Linked DNA regions of Sus scrofa: region 1 is linked to region 2. Evidence: chromatin contacts called from public Hi-C data. All regions are on one chromosome and are shown on one strand. Each heading gives the region's core, a stretch centred on a gene start, on an enhancer-like site or on the middle of the called end of the contact. The rest is flanking DNA. Distances are from core to core; before and after follow the strand shown.

Region 1 (4,987 bases), core at 704-3,203, 170 kb after region 2:
CCTCTATACAATGATTAAAGAAAAAAAATGTGGGGGGGGGGACGGATGGCCACGGGACAGGGGGCAGGACACCCTTTGATTAAGCAGTGCTGAGCTTCCACCCACAAGTTTAGGAACCGGGTGATGGCAAGAAAGACTTATAAGGGGAGAGTTTTCTACTAGCAAACTCTCAGGAAAGTTTTGAGTAAATAGAAATTAATCACACCAGTGAATTTCCCCTGAATAACAAGGAGAGCTTCCCAGAGCTCCAAAAACAAAGTTACAAATGACATAAACACATTTTGCTTTCCCAAGTTATTTTCAAACCAACACATACCCAAGAACAACTTCGGCCCCCAAGCCCGCAACGTGAATAAAGCAATGGTGAATCTCTTCCAAGCAATGGTCATGCTGTTTACCGTTAACTCGGTCTGATACAATAAAATAATTCAGGGAACTCCTAAGCATACAACTGCAGGTTAAACTCTGAGACTCCTCTTAGCCATGTTTTCAAGGAACACAACTCTTGCTCTCTCTCTCCATGTAAAATAGGACCCCCTACCTTGCCTTGCAAACCTTACACGCAGACACATACACATTCCCTTCTGCTGGCCTCAGGCCTAGCTTTGCTGTTATGGTCGCAAGAGGAAGTACAGGCGTGCAACGAACAGAGAAGCGCTAGCCATAAGGAGCACAACACAAAGAATGGATTTCCCTGGAAAGCCAAAGTTAGTCTCCCAGTATTTGCGGCCGTCTTAAGTTTCCCAAATTCTGCAGCAGCATTACTGTGATACATTCTATCTCCATTAACCGGGATAATCACTACATCCACCATATCTTACCCAGGCCGGAAAAATGTTCTTTACTCATATTATAAAAACCTTAAATCACAGTGCTAAACGTGGTCAAATCCCGACTTTCCAGGAGATTATGACGTCAAACTGTAGACAATTTTGATACTCAAAGTCAAGGTCTTGGCCGCCGCCGGCAACGTGCGTTAAGGTAGCACCGCGGCATTTCGAAGACACCACGGTCTCTTAGGGTTGAAGTTGGAAACCTACCTTTCCTGCCGCCTTTTTTGGCTTCGCTTCCACTTTTGCAGGAGCAGGTTTCTGAAAGGCAAAGGTAGCACTGAGTTTCTTCCCGCGCTAGGATCCCACGGAAAAGGAAGGTTAGGGGGCTCACTTTACTTACAGCTGACAACCTCGCCGATCTCCTCTTGGGCTTCGGGAAAGAAAAGCAGAATGAGTAAGACGCACGGGACGCGGGGCGAACCGAACCCACCCCGGGACAGGCGGGGGGCTCTTACCTCCTCCTTTGCCGCCCCCTCGGCGGAGCTGACCTGCGGGAGGAAGCAGACAGCGAGTGGGCGCAGCCCGCAAACAAAAGTGCCCGCGCGCCCTGCGCCCGCGAGAACAATACCCGGCCGCGTGACGTCAGCGGCTTCCCGCCGCCGCGTTCGAATCTCCCACCCGGCTCCGCGGGCCGCCGAACGTTCCGGAACCGCGCGCCCCATGCCGGTGCGCGCCCGCCCTCCGCCGGCCCGCGGCGCCTCCCGGGCCCAGCGCCGCCGAGGGCGCGGCGGGGCCTGGGCCTGCCTGGCTGGGCGCCGCGGCCGGGCGGCGGAGGGGGCGTGTGCGGGCCGCGGCCGCCGCTCACCTTCCTCTTGGGCATCGTGGCGAGGGCGCGGGCGCGTGCCGGGTGCCTGCGGTCCGCGGCGCGCCGAGAGCCTTCGCGAATCTGGGCTGCCTGGCCGCTGCCGCTCCTCCCGCCGCCGGAGCTGCTGGGACCCGCGGCGGGGGCGGTGGGAGAACCGGATGGAACCGGATTGGGAGCCCGCCCCCTCCTCCCCCCGCATCCCCCGGCCGCAGGCTCCCCCTCCCCTCCAGCCGGGCCGCCCCCCGCCCCCACCCACGCCCATTGGCTGCGGGGCCCACCGTGCCGCGGCCAGCGCCCGGAATAGGTGAGGCCGGCCGTCACTCGACCACTGCGCCCCGCCCCCGCTCTCGGCGCCCCCACCCCGCCCGCCGTCTCGCGGGGCCCCAGACCCAGGCGAGGGGGCGGGGCCCCACGGGCCGCCCTCGCCTCACGGTAGTTTGTTTGAAGCCGAGCCGCAAAGTGCGGTCTGAGCGCCGATTGGCTGAGGCCCGCCACGTGGTCTCCGGGTGAGCCCGCCCACAACCCCCCTGGCTACCTGGGCGCCAGCCAGAGCCAAGAAAGCCCGGGGATCAAGTCCCTTTCCTGTAGGGTGAATTGGGTTGGAAGGGTTTTAGTTAGTCTCACAGACTGGGAAGGAAGAGATAACACGTTCAAATATGAACCAACTTCTTCCACCTCAGTTGGTAAGAAAGGCTAATAGGTCTTCAGCCTCGCTGGCCTGCAGGAGGCGGATTCTAGTGCGCAGGCGCGGAAGGGGAGGTCGTGGGAAGGAAAGTCGGCGCGGGGCTGCACTGCGCAGGCGCGGGTTTTTGCGACGTCCCTGGAGTCGCGGCCCTGCTACCCTGCTGGGTTGCTCGTGGTCAGCTGTTTCTGTGCAGTTTCTTTTAGGTTATCCGTTCCCTTAGGGGCTGGGGGTGCTGGCGGTTCGTCTCAGGAGGCTAGTGGGCTCCTGAGTCCCGGAGGCTGCCGGCCCCAGGACTCGAAACCGCTCTCTGGGCCGGCCGGTCCCTCCTGCACAGAAGTGAAGTGCGGAGTAGGGCCATCCAGCTCGTGCCCGTTTTAACCAGTTGCTCACCTAAGCATCTTTCCGAGATAGAAAAAGAGCTTCTGGCTGGGGATCTGAGCTGGAAACCTCGGAACCAGTGAGATCACAAGTAACCAAAAGAAAATTATGTTTAAAAGGGCAGATTGATTACTGTAAAAAAAGCTCTTAATCGGAAAATTGTCAGCTGGAATTAATTCTTGGGGAGGAAGAAACACTGGAGTACTTTTGAGTCAGAAAGATTGGAAACAGACCAAATGTCCATCATTTGAGACGCCCGGATAAGCTATGACGCTTTCGCCTAGTGGAATAATGAGCCACTGCGGAAAAGAATGAGGCCGCTCTTTACCCAAGAAGTGGATTTTGAAAGTCCCTAGTCAGTCTCTTAACTCCTGATCAATAACTAATGCCTTCCCTTCTCACCGAAGAAAGTCTAAAGTTCTTAAGGGTGGTTTATAAAGATCTCTGCACTCTGGCCCGCTTCAAACGACTTTCACCACTGCTTACCCCGTGTCACCTCCCAGCCTCAAATAGGCTGGGCAGCTCCTGCTTCAGGCCTAATCACCTGCTGTCCCTCTGCTCCATGCTCTGCCTCAGACCAGTGCTCTCCTCCTCTGGGTCCATGCACAAATGTCACCCTCTTGTTGAGGCCTTTCCTGACCTTTCAATTTACAATTGCAACTCCCCATTTCCAGTTCTCGCCTTATTTTCTCGGTAGCAGCTATTGAATATAAAGTTATACATTCATTGTGTATCTCAGGAAGATGACCAAGAACATGAGGCTAGTGGTTGCCTCTGGAGAAAACTATTGGGGGGAAGCAGAGTAAGATGAAAAAGTTATCCTTTTTCTTTTTTTCCTCTCCTATTTGCATTAAAAATGAATAACATCAGGAGTTCCCGTCGTGGTGCAGCGGAGACGAATCTGACAAGGATCCATGAGGTTACGGGTTGGATCCCTGGCCTCGCTCAGTGGGTTGAGGATCCAGCGTTGACGTGAGCTGTGGTGTATGTCACAGACGCGGCTCGGATTTGGTGTTGCTGTGGCTCTGGCATAGGCTGGCAGCAACAGCTCCGATTGGACCCTTAGCCCGGGAACCTCCATATGCTGCAGGTGCGGCCCTAAAAAGACAAAAGACAAAAAAAATAACATCAGAGAGTCTGCAAGTTTGTGGCGCAAACGTGTACTGAGCACCTGTCCCATGCCAGTCGGTGATGGTCCTTGACTGCAGATAGGACACTTACCCAAGGACTCCAGGTGGTAGTTTAGTAGAGAGAGAAACTACGCAAATTGGCCTGACCTGGTAAAAGCAGAGGGGAAGCCTCAGGCAGGGGGACAGCACATCCCAAGACATGCAGACTTGGCAGAACCCTGCAGGGCCCTCAGAGTGCCAGGGATGGGCATGTGGACAGTGGGCAGTGAAGATTAGAGAAAAGAGGCAGAAAAATAAGGCAGCCTGCAGAAAGCATCTGATGCTGGGCTAAGGACTTTGGCCATTAGCCAAGGAGTGGGAGGCATTGCAAGGTCCTCATTCAAGAAATGATGAGCTGAAATCCGAAATGACCCCTTGAAGATCCTTTTCCTGTAAGAATCAGGGATGCGCTAGGCCAGAGGTAACAAACTGGTGACCTGCAGATATTTGCTTTGCTTGAGATTTTTTTTTTTTTTACAGTTGCCAGCACAAGCCAGTTGGAGCAACCAGAACGCAGCAGGAAAACCAGTAGTATGTTTTAATGCTAAACAGACACTCTGTGACTCAGTAATTCCGCTCCTAGAAACATACCCAACAAAAATACATCTGTTGCAGCCAGTGAAGCTGGCTGTGCCCTTTTCCCCGTGGGGGCCCCGTGTGGATGGCTGCAAACAGCAGCCTCCTTCGTAGCATGTGTACCCTGTTGCCTCTGTGGGTTGCCCTAGGGGATCTTGGAGAAAGTCCTTTCTAGTGGACGTTCCTGTCTGGCATGCTGTCCCCAGTCCGGGTTCCAGATGGGTATGCCGGTGCCTTTGAAAAGCCCCGGGGCCCAGTGGCCAGGGAACACCCGGGCCCAGTCATCATGGCCATCTGCACCCAGCAGCAGAACAAGGAGCATGTGACCGAGGCCCAGCGCAGAGCCAGGTTCAAGTTCCCTGGCTGCCAGAAGATCTGTACCTCCAAGAAGTGGCGATTATGTAATGTGGATGAATTTGAAAACACAGTGGCAGAAAAGCAGCGCATCCCCGGTGGCTGTGGGGTCAAATACATCCCTGATTGTGGCCCTCTGGACAAATGACAGGCCCTCACTCATGAGAGCCTTGGCACTGTCCCCTCT
Region 2 (5,386 bases), core at 2,621-5,120:
TCCCTACCTTTTGAAAGAAGCAACATCAGGAGTTCCCATCGTGGCGCAGTGGTTAACGAATCCAACTAGGAACCATGAGGTTGCGGGTTCGGTCCCTGCCCTTGCTCAGTGGGTTAATGATCTGGTGTTGCCGTGAGCTGTGGTGTAGGTTGCAGAAGCAGCTCAGATACCACGTTGCTGTGGTTCTGGCGTAGGCCGGAGGCTACAGCTCCGATTCGACCCCTAGCCTGGGAACCTCCATATGCCGCGGGAGTGGCCCAATAAATAGCAAATAGACAAAAAAACCCAAAACAAAACAAAACAAAAAACACACAACTAGTGCCCATGAGGACGCAGGCTTGATCCCTGGCCTCATTCAGTGGATTAAGGATCAGGTGTTTCCGCAGGCTGCGGTGTAGGTCACAGATGCAGATGCAGCTTGGATGCTGCGTGGCTGTGGCTGTGGCTGTGGCGGAGGCTGGCAGCTGCAGCTCTGATTTCAACCGCTAGTCTGGGAACTTGCATATGCCATAGGTGCAGCCCTAAAAAGCATAAAAAAAAAAAAAAAAAAAGAAGCAGCAACATCAAAGTGCTCCCGTGGCACACACGGTTGGCAGGTAGGTACTTATAGGAAACAGGCAAGACTGTAATCCTAAGGAATGAGACTTCTTCCACTGCTGAATCGCTGCGCCCTGGCCTTGCTCGGGTGTTCAGCAGCTGTGCAGTGGAGCTCTGTCAGACCGGCAGAGCAGAGGCGGGGGACCGACACCACCTGCTCGGCCACCTCACCTGCCTGACCTGTCTCCCAAACTGCCCAGGACGCTGCTCTCTCTGCATTGACCCAAACGTAGGATCAGGACTAATGAGGCACAACAAAATCAATTGCCATCAGCTACAGACTACCTTTTATAACTCAAAAAAAAATCAGGATGAGTCAGGTTAGGATAAAAGCTCAATGTCAACACAACTGTACTTAGAATGCAGAAGGCATTCGCTGGCTCAGTGTTAAGTGAGTTTCTGGAATGTGCCAGGCAGTGGCTAAATACTGGGTATATGACCACGAAGCAGAATTCCCCGCTTTCACAGCACACACATGTTTTCCCACATTTAGATTTGCTGGCATGATCTTGAGAAAGAAGGCAAGGTTAGGGCAATGGTTTGTTTCTTAAAAAATCATCTCAAAATTTCCTGAGAGGTCTTCCAACACACTGTATATTGCACATTAATACTTAAAGATAAAAGTGGTTACTAGCACTGCCTACACATAGAATTCCTTAGCTCAAAAGTAGTTATAAAGAAACGTGCAATTCACATGAACACTACATAAATGATGCCTAAAAAACTATCAAACATATGAGTTAGGCCACACGTACCGAGGGATTCGATTTTAGGTGATAAAACACACAAAAAGCCTCCGCTGGGGACAGATGTGTAGTGTCTGTTGTCCGGCACCACTCATTCCAGAGCTTAGCACAACCAACTTCTTCCCAGACTCCTGAATTCATGACAAATGATGATAAAAATGCTGTGAAAAACAGTTCAAGTCAGTTAGTGTTTGGCTCTGCAAGTTGCATTTTCTATTCAATGAAAAATAAATTCCAGTTACTCTTGACCCTTGGAGCTAAAAAAGCCATTTGAGACCATCAACCTTACACCAGCATTTTCCAGAAAAAGGAGAGGCCTCAAGAAATTAAAGGTCACACGCTGAGCCGGGAGATCAGGAGGACAGGCGTAGCGACAGGCCTTCCACACTCTCGCACTCTATACCCGAAGACCTCAGGCCAGGAGAACCTGACATCAACAGTCCAGGTACTGTTCTACTGGCTCTAGCAGTACCTCCCGGCGCAAAGAATCTCTCCTCCAGGCCCATAAATGCCCTAAATCACCCAGGTGCGGGTGTGCGCTGTTCTAACTCAACTCTTCACCCTTCTGACTTAACCTATCAAACGGATTCATATACGACAAGATCCCAGAGATGAAATACTAAAAAAAAACCTCATGATTATTTCTGTTATTTTTAGAGTTCTCATTATGTTTTCAAAGGAGTCTGTTCATTTAAAACACTTGAGGGAGCCCTGCAACTGGGGGCCGCATGCACATGCCGCCACCCCCCACCCCCAGTCTGGCCAAAACTGGCCCAGAAGCCTAAGAAAACCTGGACACTAGAAACTCTTTTTGAGTTTGGAAGTTCCCGAAGCCGAGGATATTTCCCTTAAATCTTATCTTCCAAGTTCATCAAAAAGTGTCACAGGAGCAAGGATAGATTTCACTCAGATACAAGTTTCCTCTGCTATGACTTTTTTGAGAAAAGTAACAGACATCTGAAACTTTTTATGCTGGAGAGACATAATGTCAGACTTTGCTCTTTCAACAAAACAATGTAGCATCTCCACTTACCTACTGCATTATTTCCTATAGCGATTATGAACTTGGAGCAAGGATATTTTTCTAGCAGAGAAACGTCCAAAGATGTTTTTGTCTGTCTTCGAAGGAGCCGAACCTCCCTAACACAAGGAACAAGAGAGACAACTAAAGCCATTTAAATATACTCAGTATCAGAGTGTGACATAAAGGGAACAAATATGATTTTGTGTTAAGAAAAATGCAAACTTTAACTTTATAAAGAAAATAATTACAATCCTAAGGAAACAGTGGATTCGTGCAACAATAATTAATAGGTAAAACCATTCACAGAGAACTAACTGTATGAGACAGATCAGGCTGTCCAGGTGACCCGCTGATCAACCCATCTCAGCATCCCTAAAAGTGGGATAACTGGGTACAGCGTGAAGTAAGACACCGCAAAAACCACTTCCGAGGCATTCGCGCCAGCAAAGCATTGACCAAGCCTCTAGAAAGAACTTTCCTTAACAGGCAAAGCGGGTATACACCCATCTGCACAAAGGACACCAAGAAGAAGCAATGAGACAAACCTAGAGCGTGAGACATCCTAGAGGACAACCAGCCTCTCAGCAACCGTGAAAAAGGAAGGCAGGTGCTCTAACATGAAAGGAAATTCAAGAGACAACACGTCCAAATGTAAGGTGTGGGCTGCGTCAGGGTTCTGATTTACAGAAACACTGTAAAATGTCACATCTAAGACAACTGGATAAACCTGATCGTGGACTGGCTACTAAATAGTAATCAAAAGTATTGTTAAGTATTACGGATGATGACAGCATCTGTACGATGTCTAGCTCGTTGGAGAAGCATTCTGTAAAATGCAGAGGTGAAAGGCCATGGTGACTGGGACTCACCTGGGGCTAGTGAGACAGAAAGTAACTGTGGCACAATCTTATGGGATTGGATGGGCGTAAAATAGCGTTTTACTATTCTCTCCAATGACTGTGTATTTGGAAATAATACTTTCTTTAAAAAGACAGAGCCATCTGGTACTGACACATCCTGCTACCTAACTGGAGTGGAGCAGATGATAAATTTTTTAATAAGAGTTGTCTTAGGTCCGTGGACTAAACACACGACACTCCTGGGGCACGAAGACTGCCCTGCAACCCTGGAAAACCTAACAAGCCCGCAGGAAACGCGCCGCATCACTGCTAAAGGAGGCCTTTAAAGAACGCGAGAGCCCGCCGCAGGCCCACCCGCAGCTGGCGCGGCCGGACCCGCCGGGACCCGCCGCAACCTGCGGCCTGCGCGCCGCCCCGGCTCCTGCGCCCGCCCGGCCCGCGTCTGCGACGGCGCGCCCAGCACCTCACCTCTTTCGTGCCAGCTGTCGCCGGACCTCCCTGTCCTCGGGCGTCTCCCTCCTCCCCTCTTCTTCCTCCTCCTCATCCTCCGTCCCGGCTCGGCAAGGCGCCTTCACCACCTCGCCGAAGAACGTGGCCGCCATGATCTCCCTCCCGGCCGGCTTGCGGCGCCACAAGGCAGCGCATGCGCCCCGCGCATGCGCGCTGCGCGGGCCACGCCCACGCCCCGCCCCTGGCTGCGGGCACGCCCCCTGGCCCACCTGGGGCTCGCGCCCCCGGAAACCGGAGCCACCAAGAGACCGGACGACTGCGGGCTAGAAAGGCCAGGCGAGCCGGGGGGCGGGGCCGCTGTCCCTGCAGGTAACCCACGCGGAAGAGGAGGGGCTCGGCCGCCCCCGCCCTAGTCGGCAGCGCGCCGGGGACCCGGGCCAGCCGGACCGCCTTTCCTTGCGCAGCTCTGCGGTTTCTTCTCGCTTAGGAGTGACGGGATGCGCTGTGGTTTATTAAGCGCCCGGCTTCAAACCTTGACTGTCCCCAGGTAGGTGCCGGCCCCTGGCCTGGCGCCTCCTTGGGACAGCGGACAGAGGATGGGTGGAAGGGCAGGAAGAAATACAGTGCTTCGTAGTGTTGTAAAAATGAGCCTTTACTCTGGCAGTAGGAATTCACATTTCAAAAGCCGATGATTGTCGAGCTAATCTAAAAGATTTCATGAGAATGCAAAAATAGTTGCTTCATTTCTAAAACTTGGCTATTTCATACAAAATTTGTTTTCGCTTTAAATAGCCTTTCATTAATAAGCAAGATATGTAATTATTTTTGAACTGGTTCTCTTCTCTCAATTTTGCTGGAAAACAGTTCACGGAGCACTAGTCCAAGCAGAAGAAAAAAAGGGACACTGTACCACAGTTTAAATGAAAATGAAAAAATACAATATTGCAACAACAACAAAAAAAAACACCATTTATCTAGTGCTGAAACTAGAGGGCATTGCTTACATTCTGGAAACTTGCCAGTAAAGAGTCACAAAGTTAAGTACTAATTTGGGGTGAGGGCAGCCTCGAGATGAAAAAATATCAGAAGTATGTTGCTTAGAAACATCTCTTTTTAAGATGTGGAGAAACAATGATCAACAAAAGCATTTACATAAAGCCAGTGGTTAGCGATTTACACCTTACTGCAAAATAGTATTTTCAGTTGTGAGGCAAGATTTGAACACCTAAGTATAAATAGTAAGACCAAACTGCTATCTAGTAGGAATAGGAAATTTTGGGTATAGTCAGTGAGCTAGAATATGCAAGATTATCTGTGCAATATTTTAAAACTGCATTAACACTCCTGGGTTATTTGACTTTATAGAATGAATTGCAGAATAAAAGTTTGGGTATTACTTTGTCTTAGTCCTTTTGTGGAATAAAATAACTTCCTTTTTAGCCTCAACTGGATTTCGTTACATTACGAAGTAATCATTTCTGGAAAGCTGACAAAAATGATAACTAGAATAATGACAGCACATTTAACCATGATTAAAATTCTGCATACATTTCAGAGAGTTTTGCAAGGATGTTAAATTTTAAACAAATGCTTATTTCATGCAGTTACAGTCAATTTAGGCCAAGCACTTTAAATAGGGCAAGTCTATGTTCAAATTAAATACCCAACCACTGGGAAAGCAGAGTTACAATTTTGAAATGAATTCTTCA

Evidence for each region. Hi-C and Micro-C count contacts between places; a contact is called where the count stands out from the background.
Region 1: a Hi-C map of liver shows a contact between it and region 2, with 3 times the contacts expected there. The contact joins the promoter of HMGN1 here to the promoter of PSMG1 in region 2. A contact is called at or near these places in 2 of 5 promoter capture datasets (fetal liver and liver) and 1 of 47 Hi-C or Micro-C datasets (liver).

The regions. Positions count from the first base shown.
Region 1 is chr13:202,941,543-202,946,529 of Sscrofa11.1, forward strand. It overlaps HMGN1 (non-histone chromosomal protein HMG-14), which reads right to left and starts at 1,954. Exons shown (of 7, transcript XM_021070990.1): 1 at 1,917-1,954; 2 at 1,639-1,759; 3 at 1,289-1,321; 4 at 1,174-1,203; 5 at 1,041-1,091. The coding sequence starts at 1,653.
Region 2 is chr13:202,771,729-202,777,114 of Sscrofa11.1, forward strand. PSMG1 (proteasome assembly chaperone 1) reads right to left here and starts at 3,871. Exons shown (of 7, transcript NM_001244457.1): 1 at 3,696-3,871; 2 at 2,377-2,483; 3 at 1,353-1,504. The coding sequence starts at 3,829. It overlaps BRWD1 (bromodomain and WD repeat-containing protein 1), which reads right to left. Exons shown (of 42, transcript XM_021070988.1): 42 at 4,312-5,386.